Regions from separate parts of the Mus musculus genome. Here region 2 is linked to region 1. A link is a contact called in public HiCAR-type data. All regions are on one chromosome and are shown on one strand. The core of a region is the stretch at or near the end of the contact, and the rest is flanking DNA. Distances in the headings are between cores, read along the strand shown.

Region 1 (6,192 bases), core at 1,694-4,193:
GCTACTGTGAGGCTGCAGAGACCCAAAACTAGGGGCAGAGAGACAGGGTGACCAGGTGCAGGGGATCCTGTAAGGTCCCGGATAGTGAGGGAGAGACTGGCTAGGCAGACCTCAGCTCCTTTCCCATCCTGGGACCCTCTAGAAGATGTTGGCTCCCTTCCCCACAACTGTAAATATTTGTACATTCCCAAGTTATAAAGTGAGCTCTTGGCTTACAAGGGTCACGATGATAGGCCTGTTCAGGAAACAGTTTGTTCAGTGTTTCTTTAGGCCGATTTTCTGAGACTCCTTGTCATCTATGTTTGGAGTGGACACAAGACGCCCCCCCCTCTCTCTCTCTCTCTGTGTGTGTGTGTGTGTGTGTGTAAGGAGGACTGTTGAGGGAAAAGAGACACAAATAGTCTTTAAGAAAGCAGAAGCCAGGCAGGCAAGGACACTTCCCCTCCATGGCCTGAGATGTCAGAGAAGAGTTCTGTCTCCCCCATCTCCACCCCCCAAGGAGGAGGTCCAGCTGGAGGGTCTTCGGTTTTCTGTCCTGGGGCTTTCTGAGGTGAAGGGGAGGGGAACTGGAAGGAATCTCCTGCTCCCTGCAGGAAAGCGACAGCCCTTAGTTCAGCTAGTTCTCTACCTAGGGGTGGGGAAGACGAGGAGATCCTAGTGGTGAGTGATGTGGGGGAACCCCAGGACCTGCTATAGGGTAGAGTGGGAAGATGACACAGTGTAGAGTGGAAAGTGGGAGAGGACACCATTTTCCCTGAGGGTAACAGTATGCTTTATTTTACTTAATATTATTTTCTATGTTTAATATGTGTGGGGGGGATGTTACATACAAGTGCAGGAGGTCACAAGGCACCAGGTTCCCCTTGGAGCGGGAGGTATGTGAGATGGGTGCTGAGAACTCAACTCAGATCCTCTGGAAGACAGCCATCTCTGCAAGCTCTGCAGAATGCTACTGGCTAAGTGCATCTTGTTTCTTCCATTCTAGCTTCTCATCCATCTGTGACCCCTCCTTCCTCCTCTCTAGTGAGTGCCTTCTGTACTCAGTGGTATGTCCTTTCCCACACTCTGTTTCCTTGGGCCAGAATGCTTTGTCCCTGCACTCTCTAGTTCCATTATCTGAAGACAAATATTACCTCACAGGGCTCTGGTAAGTTTTAGACACTGAATTGGTATGGGGCCCTTGGTACAAGACCAGGGTTTCTGTTGTGATTCTATGAGGAGAGCCAACTTCTATTCGTCCTTGGGGATTCTGAGTCACCTCCATGAAGCCTGCCTTGTCCTCCTCAAAGCTTCTGTTTTTTTCTCTTGGTTTCCTCTCTACCTGTAGGACCGAGTGACAATTGTTTCAGGATGTTTTGTTGAAGTTAGCAGCCTGCATGGTGTTCAGTTAGCATCTGACTAGATTTGTGACCTCCTCAGTTCTGTCCTTGGATGCCACCCCAGTGTCTGGCACCTGGCACAAGCTGAGGGGAGTGAGGGTTTCCTCAGAGTTGCTGTCTGGCCATCTCAGGGGTCAGCCTGAAGCTCTGACTGGGGTGGGGTTTTCTCTACCTCCAGAGCTCCACTGCTGGCCTAGGAGAGGTGATCCAGTTGGTGAGGGCTGGTCATGCACACATGAGTACCTGAGTTCAGATCCTCAGCATCCACATAACAAGCAGCCATGATGGCATGTCAGTTATCCCAGTACCGGGGAAACTGAGGCAGGGGCATCCCTGAGGTTTGCTGGCCAGCTGGTTCATCCAAGTCCACTAGCTTCCAGTTCAGAGAGACCCTGTCTCAAAAACGAAGGTGGAAGTCAGCTGTGGTGGTACTTGTGTTTGATCCTAGCATGTGGGAGGCAGAGGCAAGTGGATCTCTATGAGTTCAAAGCCAGTCTGGTCTGTATAGCATGTTCCAACAAGCCAAAGCTATAAGAGAAATGATGTCTCAAAAAGAAACAAACAAACAAACAAACAACAAAAACAAAAGGACACCAAAATGATATTAAAATAAAATAATTTAAAGTACAACGTAGAGTGAGTGACTAAGAAAGACAACTGTTGTTAGATCCTTATCTCCAATGTGTGCACATGAGACCTCTCTGTCTGTCTCTGTCTGTCTGTCTGTCTGTCTCTGTCTCTCTCTGACTCGCTCTATCTCTCTCCTCTCAGCCTCCCCATCAGTCTTCCGTTTCTCACATGCTAGACAGACAGCTCATTTTCTTACCCTCCTCCCAAAAATCGTTTTGGGTTTGGAAAACAGCAACCACTTAGGAAAATGTGTAATTACCCAGGGCTCAATTGCGGCAAACACAGGGCTCCCCCAGCCATGCTGAAATGTCAAGGACTTGACTGGTACAAGCCCAGGCTCCCAAGGATCTGAAGGAAGAGGCTTGGCTGTCCTGGAGGGGGCAGGAGGATCAGCAGTGTTGACAGAGCAGCCTGCCTAATCCCTTCTGACAGCTCAGAGGGAAACGTCAGCCTGCTGCTTAGCCCAAGCAGTTCTTGAGGACTCCCTTAAGGAGGACTCTCTCTCTGCCTTCTGCTCAGCTCAGGCAAGGCTGAACTTGTGGTGACCTCAGCCTTCCACAGGCAGAGCAGACTCGGGCTCTTTCCAGTAGGGTGTCTGCCAAGGCTCCATGCCGGGCCCTTTTTCGTCAGGATGTCTCAAGTGTTTATAGGGGTGAGAAATAGGGGAGTGGAAACCATCCTGAGTCTCCTCGGCCAGACCTACCCTGAGATCCTGGGAAAGAAAGGGCACGGCGGAAAATGGAAGCAGACAAGGTGTCCCTCTAGTTTCGTGTCCCAGGGAAGAACTCATCCACAGAGTCCTGTAGTCCCCATCCAAGGTCTTGGCCTTCACCTGTCACTCAGAAGAAGACCAAGTTTCCTAAGCTGCTCTATGTAGGCCAGGCCTCCAACCCAACCCTGCCTTGCCAAGCCTGCCTCTGCCTGTAGCCTGAGCCGTGTGGGGATCCGGTGGAGGAGAACCAAGTTGTGTGGAAGGTATGACCTCACTGGGAAAGCACTGGCTCCCATCCCTTCCTCCGGCTCCAACCTGGGAATCCACAGGGAAGGGAGCTCAGGCCAGGCAGACAACCCCAGTGCAGGGAGCAGTGCTCCAGCTATGAAGCTCATCGCCACAGAGAAGTGTCATTTCTCCCTGCTCCTCTCAATTACAAAATAATAAGATTGTTAAAAATCCAATCATATGAACGTCAATATTGGCAGGGACAGCCGCAGGAAATTTAATTGCACAACGGGTGCCAGTTAAAGATGGTATGTGTTCTTCCTGGCTTTTCTTAATTCTAATTAGGATGAAATCTACTGCGTCTTCCAGACTTGCAAACAGGGGTTTGTCATGAGGCCAGAAGTAGATGGGACTGACACAGGCCTCCCTTCCTCAGCCTCGTGCCTTCCCTCCCTCTCCGTTGCGTCGTCCCGGATTGGAGCTCAGCACCGATTTTGAACATCAGCTCTCCAGTTTCTTTGGCATGTCAGAGGGCCAGATGTTTTTTATTTGAGAGCAAATTGACACATTAAATTACACTGTGCAAACATTAAAGCCAGCCGCGGGTAAACAGGCCGAGATTCATTGAATTTTACGGGTCACAATGATGTTTATGTAATTTAACAAATTCCTGCCCCGCTGCCGAGACTCTCCAAGAAGTATTAATTGAAGAAAGATGAGAACTTCCCTGAGGCTGTCTGTCCTGTCCTCTGCACCTCAGGCTTAAGAGCTCTTGGGAGGGGGAAGGGTGCCTTCAGCGGCTTAGCTTCGGAGTTTCACAATGTCCAACACAAATCGAGGAAGCCGGGCCCATGGCTTGTTACTTTCCATGTGGCTGTGACCAATACTCTACAAGAGCCGCTTAAGGAAGGCAAGGGTTGCTGGGGCTCACAGTTCATACAGTCCGTCCTGGATGCGGAGGCATGGCCCTGGGTGCTGGAGGCAGGAGGCCACATAGCAACCACAAGGGAAACCACGGAAGCTGAATGCGGGCATTCCGCTCATTTTCTACTTTTAATTCAGTGCAGGGTCCCAGCACACAGGAATGGTGCTGCCCACATTCAGAGTGGCTTTTCCTAGAATCTAGAAACTCCCTGACAGCTATTCCCAGAGGTTTGTTTCCATGGTGACTCTAAATTCCATGGCGGTGAGATTAAGATCACCCATTGTACCCTCCTTGAAGACAGTTTCCTATTGCAATGCCAGTGAAATCTTAGAGAAGATGTTAACCAGTGTGAACCTTCTTCCTTATCTGCTAATGGGGGCCAGGTGCAAGTGCCTGAGCATCCGGGTCTTTTCTCTAGTAACTGGCATCCCTAGCTTGTGTGTGTTTCCATGGTTTCTTTCAGGGTAAGACCCATTCTCTACTTTTAAAGATGGGCGCATAGTCTATTAGGCTTGGCCAATTAGGAGTATTTTGTGTAGCCTCAGGCCTTGGTAATTGGTTTAAAGATGGGCACGTGATCAAGTCTGAGCCAATGAGCATCAACCCATCAGGTTGCAGGTGCCAGCAGCGCAGAGGTCTCATCCGTTAGGCCTAAAGTGGCAAGGCTAAGTTAGGAGCTGCTTGGGTACCATTTGGCTCAGGCTTGAGTCAGGAACTCTCCACGAGATCACTGGGAGCCTGCCCCCCGCACCCCCCTGTCCTCCGCATCCCGTCCCCCGCATCCCGTTGTGGTTCAAAGGCTACAAAGGCTTTTGAGTTGTGTGAGTGAATGCAGGCCCTCATTCATAGACTCTTTCCTTGCCCCAAACCCTGAGACTCTCCAAGAAGAGAAAACTGGATTGAAGAAATGAGAGCATTTCAAAGCATTGGCCTCTGCCTACCACATCTCTGCCTCAGAACTCTTGAGTGTGGAGAGAGCTGCCAGCAGCAAGAGGTTTGCTGGGACGTTCTGTAGAGCATAACCTCTGTCATTCAATGGCCAGATGAGCCCTCAAGCTGATCTCTTGCTTCCTCCATAGCTCATCTGGAACTTTTCTCCAGCCAGGCTGGTCTGCCCCTAGACACAGCCCTACCTCTCACTGTTTTCTTCTTTGCTTTCTCTTGTTTGCACTGCAGTGACATTCTCTCCAGCCTGCATCCTTTAAGACAGATTTAGTGTTGCCTTCTGGGAGGCCTCCCCTCTCCCGTTGTGCCCAGCAGGCGGGCCTTCGCAGAAGCAGCACTTGGCCTGTAATTATATAAATTAAGGACTGCACTGAATATTTTTGTTGCTCCTCATTGAATAGCTGTTTCTTCTATTTCTTTATAGCTTGATTTTTTTTTTCTAGTACCATAATGGGTACACAAACTCATGGGCTATTAGACTTCAAAGGTGTCTTAGATGGGCCTGGAGAGATGGCTGAGTTGGTGAAAGGGTGAGATCCCCAGAAACCAGAAACCATGTAAAGTACCACACTTGGCAGTGTTTGTCTATGATCTGGGTGCTAGAGAAGCCGACAGGCACAGCCCTGAAGCCCACTGACCAGCAGCCTGGTTGAATTGATGAAATTCAGGTTCAGTGAGAGATCCTGTTTCAAAGGATAAAGGGAGAGAGAGATCAATGAAAGGCACCCCACACTGACTTCTTGCACACACACACACACACACACACACACACACACAGAGAGAGAGAGAGAGAGAGAGAGAGAGAGAGAGAGAGAGAGAGAGAGCGCAGCATGTACAAGTGTCAGATAAGGAGACAAAGAGGTTAATTAATCTTCTTGAGGCCACACATAACACATAACATTATATCTCAGTGGCTTTTTTTTCCCTCCCCATCGTGTCAAGTTCTATCGATATGATTGATTTGTTTCCCAGTTAAGTGTTCATACAGCTTGGCTTGGCATCTTGCCATGCACTAATGTGACCCAGTCAGCACATCTGGAGGAAAGGATGGCAAACTCAGTGGTATCAAAAGCTCTGGCTCAGTTCCTAGCTGAACGGAGTGACCTTGGGTGAGTCTTTTTACCTCTCTAGACCTCCATTTTCACAGATGCAAAAATAAGGAAGGGTCTTGTTCCAGGCATTTGGGCAAGTGACATGGTTCATGTCGGTCAGGTCCCTGCCACAGAAGCTGCCCCGGGGCTATGTAGGAAGGGGTAGAGGTGTGATCTAGGCCACAGGAAAGACATTCCTCAATGGTTAGCAACATGGGAGTCATGATAGCAAGCATACTATTTTTTTTGTTCCATTGGTAAAATGATCTCTGAGGTCCCTCA
Region 2 (6,192 bases), core at 2,625-5,124, 650 kb before region 1:
GCTGGGGAGAGTGTGGAAGAACAAAAAAGGCTCCTCTGGGCAGCGGTGTGTGTGCGTGCGGATGTGTGTGCATACATGTTTGTACAGGCCAGAGGGCAACCTGGGTGTCATTTCTCAGGTGCTAGTCACCTTGGTTTTTTGTTTTTTGTTTATTTTTGAGGAAGGGTCTCACTGGCCTGGTGTTTGCAGGCTGAGCTAGGCTTATGGGCCCTTGAGCCCCTGGGATTTACCTGTTTCCATATTCCCAGCCCTGAATTTGCAAGGTGTACCACCATACCCACTTTTGGGGTTCTGGGGACTGAGCTCAGGTTCTTGTGTGACAGTTTACTAACTAATCTATCTCTCCAACCCCTCCATTAGACTTAACTGGGTAGAGATTTGTATGGCGTTAGAGGCAATATGAGCATGGGAGTTGCTGCTTATATATGAGACATTAGCAAGAAAGATTAAACAGCCAATTCTAACCTTACATGTATGCTGGGGTCAAGTCTATATGATAATACCACTTGTGACAGGTAACACGGGGTGGGTGGAGAAGAGGATGGTGAGGATTAGAGAGTGTATAATTTGTTTGTGATGTAAAAACTTTCATCTCATCATATATAGTTACACAATCCCATCATTTCAGCAATAATTGTGCAGATGGAGATGGACGATCTCTCTGGAGAATTCCATTTGGATAGCCAGAGTGCAGGTGGGAAGCTCAGTGCTAACTGTCAACTTAACACAATCTAGAATCATCTGAGAACACAGTCATAATGAGGGATTATCTAGATCTAGTTTGTCTGATGGAGTGTCTCTTGATGTTGATTGAGATGAGGCCCCTCCCACTGTGGGTGGTACCATTCCCTAGGAAGGGGCAGTGTAGATCCTAGGTTGTATTAAAGTGGAGAAAGCACGCTGAGCACTGGCTTGCATGCATGCATTATCTGTTCTCTGTCTGTGGATGTAATTGTCTAGCTCCGTCACATTCCTGCTTCCTTGAATTCCCCACATGATGGACTATAACCTGAAACTAACTGTAAGTCAAATAAGACCTTTCTCCCTTAAATTGATTTTGTCATAGCAACAGGAAACAAAACAAAACTAAGAAACAAAACAGGACATGACTGATCCCTGTGGGCCTTCCTTGCCCAGGCCAGCAGCCAGACTCCTCCTCATTTCTTTTGGGAACTGGCTAGAAAATCACCCCCCCCTTTAATGGGACCGATTTTCTGATAATGCACCCCATCCCAAGATGGAAATTGGGTTTGTGTTGATGCCTTTTCTTTTACTTCTCAAAAGAGACAGGATTTCCTGTTATCTAGGCTGGCCTTGTACCTGCTATGTAGCTGAGGCTAACTTTGAATGTCTGATCTTCTGGCTAGCACTAGGGTTAGGATTACAGGTATGCACCATCATGCCAGATGTTGGGGATTGAACCCAGAGTTTCCCACATGCTAGGGCAGCACTCTATCCACTGAGCCACATCTCTGGCTCTGACACCTCCCTTACAGAGTGGGTTGTGTAGGGGTGACATCTGGCTGCATTTGGGCTGAAGGCATATCAGAATTACTCCTTGATGCTGCCAGAAAAAAAAGAAAAGGATGCTCATGCTTGCTCAGAAGTCTCTCAAAGCCTCCTTTTCCTTCCTTTACAAATGTTAAAAAGATTTATTTTCATTTTATTTATAATGTGCATGTGCTCACATGTATTTGTGTGTGTGTGTGTGTGTGTGTGTGTGTGTGTGAGTGTGTGTGAGTGCGCGCGCACGCAGAGGCCAAATGGGGTCTTGGGATTCCCTGGAGTAAGAGTTACAAATGGGTGTGGGCCACCTGATACGGGCATAGGAAACCAAACTCGGATAGTCTCCAGAAGCAATATGTGGTTTTAAATGCTGAGCCACCTCTCCAGTGCCCCAAAGCTTTATTTTCTTAATGTATCTATGCTGGGGTTGGGTTATAGTTTAATGAATGTTTGTGGAATGACTAATTATTGACCGATAGGCTAACAGCCCTCACTGAAGAAGGCTGAGCAAATAAACTGCTAAGTGGAACACGGTGTCTAGGTTACACAGTGCATTTACTAATGGACGGCCTCGGCTACTATTGTGTGAGACACCACAGCAAAGACAGCTTACTTGCTGGGCAGTGGTGGTGCACGCCTTTAATCCCAGCACTTGGGAGGCAGAGGCAGGCGGATTTCTGAGTTCGAGGCCAGCCTGGTCTACAAAGTGAGTTCCAGGACAGTCAGGGTGACACAGAGAAACCCTGTCTCAAAACAAAACAAAACAAAACAAAACAAAACAAAACAAAACAAAACAAAACAAAAAGACAGCTTACCTATGGAAGAGAGCTGACAGGGGATGAAGGCCCCAAATGAGATCCCAGCTATGTAAGAAGAGTGTGCAACACAGTATTGCTAAGCAAAATCTGGAAATAGGTGAAGTCCCACTAGATGTGTTGCTCCAAAACCATTAGTTTTTAAGAAACAGAATTGGTATAAACTTTGCTCAGCTTCTAATCCCTTTCTAGACAGGTCTTATGTAGCCTCGAACTCACTATGTAGCTGAGGATGACCTTGCACTTCTGATCTTCCTGCGTCTACATCCTGAGTCCCGGATTACAGGTGTATACCATCACGCCAGGTTTATGTGGTGCTGGGGATAGAATTCAGGACTTTAAGCATGCTACGCAAGTTCGCTACCAACTGAGCCATATTCCCAGCCTCTCTCTAAACTTAGCTTTATATTATTGTGACTTTGTTAGTTTAGTGAATCTCATTGCACTCAGAGGTGGGATGACAGCCAGTCTTGGAGAGATGCCCCATTAGAAGCCCTCATAGACACTAGGCCTGTCCCCTGACTCTCCTCTGGATCTCTAGCTAAGCTCATTTTGGTTTGTTCGGCTTTTTTCCTTTGCAGATTGGCTTTCTTTGTCCCACCTTCCCTAGGTCTAAAAGTATTCAGTTCAACCAGGACATGATACTTGGATGATGCTTTCGAGTTCCTAGAAAAAGAATCTGATTGGCCCCTGATTAACCAATGAGGTGCCTTTCCTCAGTTCAGGTCTGTGTCAGTCAATTTCTGTTGCTGTATTAATACCACAGGCCGTCGGCTTATGAAGAAGAGAGGTTGGCTTCCACTCTCAGCTTTGGAGGCTTCAATTCTGCTTCCTGCTTATCCTCTAAGCTTTGGGGGCCGTGCTGAGGTAGCATGCCATGGTAGGCAGGGCAGAGGACATCAGAACTATTTGTCACATGGTCAGGGTGCTGGGAAGGGAAAGTGGAAGGGGCAGAGCTCCACAATTCCCTTCAAGAGCGTGTATCCAAAGGACCTAAAGACCCCCAGATAGGCTGCACTTGTAAGAGATCGGCTCAGGACCCACAAGACCAAGTTCTCAGCACAAAAGAGATTTATTTGCCCCCAGAGAGACAGAAGGCAGGGATAAGGGACAGTAGCCAGGGGATGAGGGAGAAGAGGAAGGGAACAGGGGAAAGAGGACAGGGCTATTTGTCCCAGATTGCCTCTGGGTAGAGAGGAGACAGATGTGACACACAGGCATGTGGTGGTTTATAAAGGTAAAAGGGGAAACCCTGTGTTAGGATGAGGCATTTAATTTTGATTGGGCATGCTAAGTAGGTGAGCCAAAGGGGCTTTTGATTGCTGCATCTCAATACTTTGAGAGCTGGACCTTGGTAAACAGCCATAGAAGGAGGAAGAAGCCAAGTAAGGGAATAGACCATGGTGGCTAGCTTTAGGATTGTAATCTACTGTGATTTTTTTTTTTTTAGCAAGGCAGAGAGAATAAGGGAGAAGGGCAAGGCCTGCCAGAGTCATGTTTGCCAGACTGAGCTGGCCAGAGTCCCTTCAGCATTTCCTGAAGGTTCCACAACCTCTTCACGTATAACCCCAGGAGTAATCCCTTACCACATTGGCTTTGGCAGAATTCTCAAGGCTGAGTCAGAACAGCATCTCTGTTTCATCAGTTATAGCCAAGAATGGGTTGTGGCCAAAGGGACGATGTAGACGAGAGGGTGTTCCTCAGAGAAGAGAGCACTGACGAGGTGGGCATGTTTGCTACAGTGTCAGAAGATAAGGAACCCAGATGGCTTTGCCATTGGATGAAATAGTCACAGGCTCGCAGAAGATGCCCTCTCTGTATTTTTAACAAAAAAGAACTTCCCAAGCTTGGAGTCCAAGTTGTCACAGGGGCCTACGTGACAGCTGATTTGTAGTCCAGGTTGTCACAGGGGCCTACATAACAGCTGATTTGTGAGGCATTTCTCCCTCATTTACCAAGTCTTCAGAGAGAACAGTTAGTAAAATATGCTAATGGCCAATTTTTGCAAATGACCATTTTGGTGCTCCCAGACCATTGGGGCAGGCTGAAGCTAATTTCTAGAATGTCCCCTTGATGATGCTGGCAACCGCTTTAATACTGACCTAGAGTTAGGCCATGGATCCTGTTCCAAAAGTGCTAAGTCTGAATTTGCTTTACTTGTGGGCAATGAAAAGCCACCCTATGTGGGTGCCTTGCCCCTGGATATCCTGTGGCTGTCTAGTCTCAGGAATGGCTGGTTGTGGTGTGGGAAGTTGGGCACAACCTTGTGAGGTAGTCATCTTTAAGCACTTATTAACGCCGCCTTGAGCCTTCATCCCATACTGGCTTCATGAGCTTCTCTGCTCTCCATTGAGATTGGAAGCTATGTATGTGACACTGAATGTGTCCCCCCCACCCCCATCTTTTTTCTGAGACAGGGTCTCATGTGTCCCACATTGGCCTTGAACTCACCATGTAGTCAAAGATGACTCTGAGCTCCTGATTTTCCTGCCTGCATCTCTGGAGTGCCAGGATTACAGACGGTCTCCGTCATATTAGTTTATGTGGTGTTGAGCAAGTAATCTGCCGGCTGAGCCACATTTCCGGCTGATATGCATCCTTCCTCTATATCACCCAGGGCACCCCCAAAGGCTGACGACCACTGTGGCTTTTCCCCGACCACCCCTGCTTTGGGTAGGCCCCCAGAATGATCCTGACACCTATCCCTATACCCAAATATGAATGGAGGTCACCATGGCCCGTCTCCTGGGATGACCATTGAGAACATCTAATGGTGGCATATCATTAGGGCTGCCAAAACCATTCTTTCCAGAGGAGAGAGTTACTCTTAAATATGAACTCATAGCAGCATCAAAGCAAGCCCACAAAAGCCCACAGCGAGGAATTTTTTTTCTAAATCTATGTCATTAAAACATGGTAGGTGCAAGGGCTTGTCTGCAGGCCCCTCCCACTAAGCTACGGTGATTGACGTCCAGTAGGCCTTCATCTGTCATGCTCGGCTGATGAGGGGATTCATCGATTCTCTGCTTAGTCACCCGGGGCCCGTGAGTACCAGTCCCCACAGGCCTTTCCCATAGATGCCAACTACAGGGTTTGGCTAATAGCCCCAGACTTCTTTACCTTCCCTTTTTACTGACCCCACCCCTAAAGGGCAACCTCCCCTAGTAACCTTTCCAGTCGCTGTGACTCCTCTGGAGTGTTGACTGAGCCAGAGAGCATGCTCCCTCTCTCCCCTCTTGTGTTTGCTCAGTGGAGGAGCCAGCCTTAGGTTCCTCTGTCTTTACAGGAGCCTCTCACAGGGAGGGGTTGTGTGTGTGTGTGGGGGGGGGGTTGTTGGGGAGCAAGGGTGGGGGAGGCAGGGTGGCTTCCTGCCCTGCTGTTGGTTATCACAGGCTCTGCTAATGCTGCTCAAACAATATCGAGAAGAACCCAGCTCAATAGCACCAGTGTTAGGCCGCAGAGTCAATATTGGCTAAGCAAACACCAGAAAAGAAGGAGTTGCTATTTGCGTAGCTAGGAGTGCTTGTGTGCTGTGGCTGCCTTGTCAGGGGCCCTTGGAAAGGAAGGAAGGAGGTGGGGTTGTAGGTGGAGGGCCCAGGAGAGAAGGGCTAACAGGGACTCCTACCTAGCGGGTGCCAACAGTCGGCTTCAGGATTCCTTGTGGTACATCTGAGCACATCTAGCAACCTGCCTTCACCCCTCTGCGTTTTCTACCCAGAATGTTAGAGTGGTTGCCAGATGTCCATCGGAGAAGCAGGGAGGGAAAGCCTCCCCCTGCTGAGATCCAACTGGCAGGTTGTTTAGTTAGACTGAGGAACTCAGGGTCAGAGTTGGGAGAAGGTTTCCCTTCCATGTCTCTTGGGCCTCCAGC

Evidence for each region. HiCAR-type assays count read pairs that join an accessible place to other places.
Region 2: a HiCAR-type map of fibro-adipogenic progenitors shows a contact between it and region 1, with 11 times the contacts expected there. The contact joins two enhancer-like sites. A contact is called at or near these places in 1 of 484 Hi-C or Micro-C datasets (bone marrow-derived macrophages), 1 of 115 datasets of contacts at active chromatin or transcription factors (fibro-adipogenic progenitors) and 1 of 9 other capture datasets (embryonic stem cells).

The regions. Positions count from the first base shown.
Region 1 is chr9:61,161,377-61,167,568 of GRCm38.p6, reverse strand. No RefSeq gene overlaps it. Among named protein-coding and RNA genes, the nearest start is that of I730028E13Rik, 26 kb to the right of the region's middle. Within about 2 kb of position 2,943, at least 53 of the 459 cell types and tissues checked have an H3K27ac peak or open chromatin away from gene starts, as enhancers often do. A contact at or near this core is called in fibro-adipogenic progenitors, where this site is marked.
Region 2 is chr9:61,808,338-61,814,529 of GRCm38.p6, reverse strand. The region is part of intron 3 of Gm34828 (a long non-coding RNA gene); the gene reads left to right. Among named protein-coding and RNA genes, the nearest start is that of Gm34828, 11 kb to the left of the region's middle. Within about 2 kb of position 3,874, at least 17 of the 459 cell types and tissues checked have an H3K27ac peak or open chromatin away from gene starts, as enhancers often do. A contact at or near this core is called in fibro-adipogenic progenitors, where this site is marked.